2 separate regions of the Gossypium hirsutum genome follow, and region 2 is linked to region 1. Evidence: chromatin contacts called from public Hi-C data. All regions are on one chromosome and are shown on one strand. Each heading gives the region's core, a stretch centred on a gene start, on an enhancer-like site or on the middle of the called end of the contact. The rest is flanking DNA. Distances are from core to core; before and after follow the strand shown. Region 1 has its middle 26 kb from the start of LOC107940530. Region 2 holds the start of LOC107945693 (probable N-acetyltransferase HLS1).

Evidence for each region. A called contact is a pair of places that touch in the nucleus more often than the background predicts.
Region 2: a Hi-C map of leaf shows a contact between it and region 1, with 4 times the contacts expected there. The contact joins the promoter of LOC107945693 here to the enhancer-like site in region 1. A contact is called at or near these places in 11 of 34 Hi-C or Micro-C datasets (callus, fibers, hypocotyl and 2 more).

Annotation. Positions count from the first base shown.
Region 1 is chrA12:39,247,775-39,251,390 of Gossypium_hirsutum_v2.1, reverse strand. No RefSeq gene overlaps it. Among protein-coding and RNA genes, the nearest start is that of LOC107940530, 26 kb to the right of the region's middle. Within about 2 kb of position 1,985, at least 1 of the 9 cell types and tissues checked has an H3K27ac peak or open chromatin away from gene starts, as enhancers often do. A contact at or near this core is called in leaf, where this site is marked.
Region 2 is chrA12:39,348,126-39,351,741 of Gossypium_hirsutum_v2.1, reverse strand. It overlaps LOC107945693 (probable N-acetyltransferase HLS1), which reads right to left and starts at 1,814. Exons shown (of 3, transcript XM_016879791.2): 1 at 1,239-1,814; 2 at 933-1,108; 3 at 1-830. The coding sequence starts at 1,421.

The sequences.
Region 1 (3,616 bases), core at 736-3,235:
TTAAGGCTTCTTTATTTACAATTACAGCCTAAGTTCATGGATTTACAATCATGAACAATTTATTCTAAGTTAGTTTATTTATGATCACAACTCGATTCAAGCAATTCATTGATTTACGCTCATGACTAATATCATTAAAGCCTGTTAATTTATGAGCACAACTTGGGTGCACTAATTACAAATCATAGTTAAGTTGAGCAATTTGATGGTTCCTGATCATCATTGGATTTATACTTGCTTAAGTCATTTACGAGGACAACTTAATTAGGCAATTTTCTCAAACAAATATATCAATTACCAAAAGGTTTAAGCACTAAACAAAATAGAATCCTTTCATTTCAAAATGTCATGCAACAAGTACAACAAATAAAAATAAATCAAGAGGTCGCACTGGTATTATTGGGATTAGCAGTGTCCACTTCTTCTTCTACCTCTTTATTATCATTTCCTTCATATCCAGTAACAAGGGCAACACTGGTTTCAACAAGAGTATCAACAAGATAAATTCTGATGGAATTTTTTCATTCTTCATCAAATTCCTCCTAATGAAACGAATATCAAAATCAAGATGGGCACCTATGAGATGACTCAGAGAATTAAAATTTACATTGTGAGCATCAAAGGATCTGCAATCCCTTAGGCATGCTGCAAAATATTTGATTTCAAATCTAGTGGATAATCCTAAAAATTTGGCATTGTTTTTGCCTTATAATTTTCCAAGGCTTCTTCATTATGCTTCTCCAAATTAACCATAGCAAGTTCATGCTGGTCACCCATGGGTTTGAAGGTCTCTTCGAAAACAATCTTACTAGCTCACATGCCTTCGATCTCTTCATATAATTTTTCATTGGATTTTTCAGAAAGATTGAGATGATATTCTAATCTTTTATTTTGCTCCACCAGTTTATTATAATCCTCCTCCAACTATCTGTGCAGTTCACGAGCCCTCTCTAAGGCTCCCTTGGTGGACTGGAAAGCAATCTCATACTCCATCTTTTTAGCCTCCTCTTCACTTAATACCTTCGGCGAACCCTACACTAATAATCCCAACTTGGGCCAGAGACACTTGAAGAGACAATACAAGCTCCTTCAATGATTACTTCTTTTCATAGCTAGATGATGTAGAAGGGCTAATGTAGTCCTTTACTTCTTCAGACATTGACTCTTTCTAGTTTTTACCCATCTCAGTGTGGTAGTAAGGAAATTTCTGCACACTTAAATGGTCACACCAGGGAAACAATGTTTGGGCTTAACCACCAGTAGACATAAACTTTAGCAAACACCTAGAAGGACCATGTTCAATAGTCACACCAAAGGCATCTTTGGTGGATGGTCTTGGAGGAGGTGAGGATACTAGTGTAGAAGAATCACAGAAGGGACTGCAACAGTGCTCGCCACAATACCAGATAATGTTGCATGATCCTTTCCTTTTTTTCGGCAAAGTTCCTTCAGCGGACTACCCTCGTATTCTCTACTTAACACAATGTTGGAAGCTCCAACAATAGTTTTCTGTTTCTTTCTACTACTCCCATTTCCTTCCCAAGCAGAAGCACCAGTAAGAACACCCCGTACATTTTTCGCAAAAGACCGTACGTCCATGTATTCATTGATTTCTTTAAATAAACTTGTTGATTCCCTTGATTCTTCAACGATACGAGTTGTGCCTCATCACCAATAAGTCTATTATTAGTACTAAATAGTAATCATAGTGGTGTTCACACTACCTTCTTAATCCCCTGTAGATTTGGAGGACTATGAGTGAGGTTTTAATTTACAAAAAATTATAAAAATAATTTCTAGGCTCCTTCACTTTTTTAATAAAATTAGCCCCAACCCACTGGTAGCTCCATATGGCCACGTGAACTCTATGGGCAAAACTGACACAATATCCACAACGTTCTTGTCGTCAACCAGTAACCATCCATTAGGGCTCAGAACTATAAGGCAGTGGTTACAATACATTCCTAGCAGTTAACACCTCCTTGAGCTCTAGTGAAGCCAAGCCAATTGAGCCTAGCCTACTTTAGATGTGATAGCTCATTGTCATAGGCATACACTTTTTTTAGGTATGGACCACTTAGTTGGAAAATCAAAACCAACCCCAAATTTGGTCCTCACTCATATGTATTTACAATGATTTAGCTAAAGGTTAGAAGACTAGTTGGAAATGATCGATTCACATTCTTCGCGAGGAGTAAAATAAACCTCAAGAACCTCTTTGATTATAGGCTTTGAGTTGATACAGATGTTGGAAAACAAAAATCAATGGTGAATCCTCTCGACGACCACAATCAATAAAATAGGTAGCCGTGACCTATCATGAGAAACCAAATAACTTCCTCAGAGCTATCTCATACTCATCAAGAACATGGCAAAAAAAGGGTGGAGAGGAGGAAGGCTAAAACCCGCTTCTAACATGTGCAAAGGAAGTAGGAAACCTCCTTTGGTATCACTTAATCGCCTCAAGCCTTCAACAACAAAGAAGTTATAAGCAAAATTGGATATTTGAATGCCTCGAATGGCCAAATGATGACTCATTTGTTCATACTTAGTGGTACAAGCATAGGCTTTCGCTTCCACAGGAACATTGGCTTCATGATGCTGCGAGTGCATACTCCTTGAACCATCGCAATTACCCTGACCACTACGGCCACCTCCTCTTGTCCTAACCATCATACCCAACTAAAATCATAACGACTAGAAGGAGTATTTGAAAATTTTAAGAAGTTTACCTTTGAATCATGATTCTGGTTCTCAACAGTGTCTCCTCTTCAAAAAAATCAAATATAAACAGTTCAATGCTTAGGTTTGAAACTAGGTCCTTTTAAAGAAATTCAAAGTCTGACGATTCGCATCTTCAGGAATGAAGGTCCAATCAACTTTATACAATTGTACCTCCCTTTAACACTTGGTAAAGCGTATACATAAATTTTAAACGAAAGGAGTATACAATAAGTTTCGTTCTCGAAAATCCCCCCACTTCGCTTAGCCAAGTTCTCAAAAGAGCCACTTTATAACTATTCTTCAAACAAAGCTGGGGACAAATTGTTATGGTATTCTCCATTACTGGCTTGCTACCCGACTAGGGTCAACTCGATCATTTTTTCTTTAGTAGTGATAGCCTGTATAGTTCACTTATATGAGTCCGCACGTGGTGGGTTCGCATCATCATACAAGCGAACCCACACTTAGGGAACACGTGTTGACATTAGAATAGGGTGCATGTTGGCATGCATAAAGGCCTACTTAGGACGTCACATCTAGAAATTGTGTCATATAAATAGAAAAATTAACTTCTATAAAAGATAGACTCAAAAAAACACTCAACACATATAGACAAAGCTTATAATATAATAATCAAGTTTAAAAAAGTGTCAAAAGGTTGGTTATATTTAATTTATCATTTTCACTAAATTCAAGAAAAACAATTTGTTAGTTATTTTTAAAATCACTTTAATCCGTACTATTAGACACTAGTTAAAGTCTCTTTTATTTTCTAAGAACTGTTTAAGGGAATAACTATCGTATAGATATTTAATTAATCGATAAAAATAGCTTAATGAAAATGACCTAAAATTATTGAGGATTTATTTAAATTAAATGGAACAGTTGGGGA
Region 2 (3,616 bases), core at 565-3,064, 100 kb before region 1:
GGGGTGATTTTGTCCAGTCACCGACGGACCCGTCACTGTAGTCTTCCCCAAGCCGTTTGATGCACCATAAATCTTCGTCGCACGATAGCCTTTTCCAATGTGGGACCCCAACTTTCAACGGCTCACCATTCGCCACCTCAGTCGCCACCACACTGCACCCTCCTTCTTTGGCCAAGTTATGCGCGTGTGCACACAGCGCATTAACCAACTTCGCCGCCGATGGCCCTTCCCCTCCCACCCCGTACAGGAAGTGCAAACCGAACGGCTTGAAAACTTCCGGAATCGACGGTAACCTCAAGAACGGCAACAACTTGTCCGCTATCCTTGTCGTTTTAGCCAACGTTTTCCTCATCCTCGACGCGCCCCGAACTTCCAACCTAAACACGTCCTTGCAATTCCACACACTCAAAACCGCCCATGACTCTGGCGGGTCGGATAAAAACTTATCACACCCGGCCCACGTTTCTTGCGTATAGCAACATCCACGTGGCACTGCCAAAAAGGTTCCCAGGCTGAGTCTGTTATTAAGCACCGAGTCAATGTCGCGAGGGAAGAACTCGATGGTGGAGAAACGACGCCGATATAGCGACTCGGCGTCGGATCGGGATAGCTTAATCAGAGTGACTCGGTTGGAAACAGGGAGTCGATGGGCGAAAACGGGGTTAACCAAAATGGAAGGGGTACGGAACTTGGAGTAGCCGCATTTATCAGTGAAGAGATTAACGGAAGCTTGGTTGTCGTTTTCCGTGGCTAAGTAAGAGTATTCAGTGCCGTTTTGGACAAACCACTCTTCCATTCTTAGTACCAGCTTTAACCCTATTCCCATTCTCCTGAGAAATTAAAAAAAAAAAGAGAAAAAAATTAAGACCATTGATTACTATAGGTTTTAACGTATTAAAGGAATGTTAATGATTGGGTGGAGCAGTAAATACCGGTGCGAAGGGGAGACCCGAAGGCCTAAAATGTAAGCGACTTTGGTGTAAACAGGGAGAGGTTTGGAGGGATCATTGGTTTTGGTATTCCGAGAGAGCTTTTTGCCACAAGTAACGGTTTTTATGCAACCTCTTATCATCCCAACTATTTCTTTGGTGGAGCTTAATTCAGCCACCTGTTTGATTACATAAACCAATATGAGTGTTTGTTTGTTTTTTTTCCTTTAAAAAAAAAAGACAACAACGCAAGAAGAAGAAGAAGCATGAAGCATGGGATAGTAGTAATGGAGGGAAAAAGAGTAGTACCAGCATGAGAAAAGCAGGGGAGTGGCGGACCCGGCAAATAGGGTCACCCAAGAGGTCGGTAAAGAGAGAGAGTTTGCCGCTGGGACCAACTTCACATCGTTTTTCAACTTCTTCTACACTTGCTAAATCTTTACTAGGATCAAACTCCCGTACCACTATAACGCACTCATCATCACCTCCCATAATTTTCCTTCTTTTTCACACTCTATATTATAGTGAAAGTGAAAATGGATGGAAAAGGAAACAAGGGTTTATATAGGTGAAAACGCAGCTTTTTCAAGGTCAGAGAGTATCCCTCAATAACGTCTGAAACAAGCAAAAGCAGTAAAGAGAGAAGGTGTAGAAAGCTTAGGACTTCGAGATCATAAGAAGAAAAAGCTAAGCTAAGGGCTTCTTGTTGTGTATGTATTTTCTTCTTGGGTTTTTTTTACTTGACATAGGAGAGGAAATACGTAGAAGTTGATGGCCAGAGCAACAATTGGTTTGAAGCGGCCTTTAAATATTGGTTGGCTTCTTCTTTTTACTATTTATCTCTAGAATCCCTAAACTTTCCTTTTCTTTTCTGGCTTTTTTTATTTAATTCAGTGCTTTAAAAAGTCTCTATCTCTCCCTCTCTCTTGTCTTTCTGTCTGTCTATATTATCATTTTTCTCTCTCTCTCTTTCTTTTTAAAACTAGTAACGAAAATATTATCTTTTAGAAAGAAAGTTAAAATGGGAGAGATAGTAAATAAATGGAAAAATAATAATAACAATTTTCATTATTAATAATCACAAAAAGGGTGGAACTGGAAATGGCGGCTATGGCTGCGCAGTTTTATTGGTTTTTTTTTCCGTTTTTTCATTTTAATCTTTTAATTTCTAAGGATGGAGGCATTGCCATCATGCCCCATTTGGCAATCATTTCCCTTCCCTCTAATCTCCCCCTCCTCCAATTCCACCCACCCATCCATCCATCCATCCATCCATCCATCCATCCATCATCATCATCATAATGAATATCATGACCATCGTTTCCACTTACATAACGACTTTACTTTGTCGTTTCATGAAAGATGAAAATTCTCTAACTATTTTCCTTTACATGTTCAAAGAAAATTAATGTTTTAACAACATTTTTTATTTTACTATATTTTTATTCACCCATTAAAATATTTTATATTAAATTATATTCAATTATTTCATATATTTTATTTTTATATTTTTTAAGTTTAAGTTTTAAATAAACGACTAAGCTAGAAATTAATATATTTTTTTACTCAATCTTGCATGGAATAGTCATTATTTGGTGAAACTAAAGAATAGTTATTACGGGAAGACAAGTAATAGAAAAGTAATAGTCAATCCATTAAATGAGTATTATGTTCAACCAAACAAATTAATGAATATGAAGAACCTTCAGGACTAGTGGACCATCGATGCCTTCATTATCGGAGTGTAGAATGAACATGTGCAGTACTCCTTTACTGATAATAGGCATAGAGTTTAGCAGACTTATATGAGCGGGCTTACAAGTTCGTGGAGGTAGAAGAGATTAAGAGGGCGACGCGTGACACATTTCAAAGAGATGGTAGACAGTTCAGAGAAAGAGAAGGAACTCGCAATAGACAGGGGTCACTCAATCAAGCTTTGCGTGCCCGAGACGACGGGCAGCAAAAAGTGCAGACACAGGATAATTCTCCTAAGGTTCCTTAGGGATCTCAACCCAAGCAGATAAGAAGATACATCCCTCAAGGCAAGTTTGAAGCCAACACTCTATTGAACACTACTCGTGGTTATATCTTGAATCAAGTAAAGAGTTTAAGTATCCTGCCTAACCCATCTCCTATGAGGCACAGTACGAAGAGGTCAAATTCCAGGGATAGATGTCCTTTCCATGATGATATGGGGCACAAAACTGAAAATTATTTTACTTTGAAGGATGCTATTGAAGAGGAAGTGAGAAATGGTGAGCTCACCGAGTTTGTGGATTAGGGTACTACTTAGCAGCGTCAGAGTTCTTGTGGTGATCCCAAAGGTAAGTAGAAGGTCAGAGGCACTATCCATGTGATTGTAAGCATAGATGAGGATTGAGAAAGTTCTAATGCGAAGAGGAAAGCTCACATGAGGTGTGTCATGTTAGCTCATGCACCCAAGAGACAGTGTTAGCAGGGAAAATGGAGTGTTGAGTTTGGTAATGACAAGTAGGAGCTAGTGTGCTGTAACAGCCCAATTTTGGGGCTAGTTAGAACAGTAGTTTCGGGACCATGAATCCGATGTAGAAAAATTTATTTTTATTATATTTTTATGGTCTATATATTTATGGAACTACTTTTTAAAAATCTCGTTCGAAAATTTTGACGTTTGGGCACTCAATTGAGTCAAAAGGACTAAATCGTAA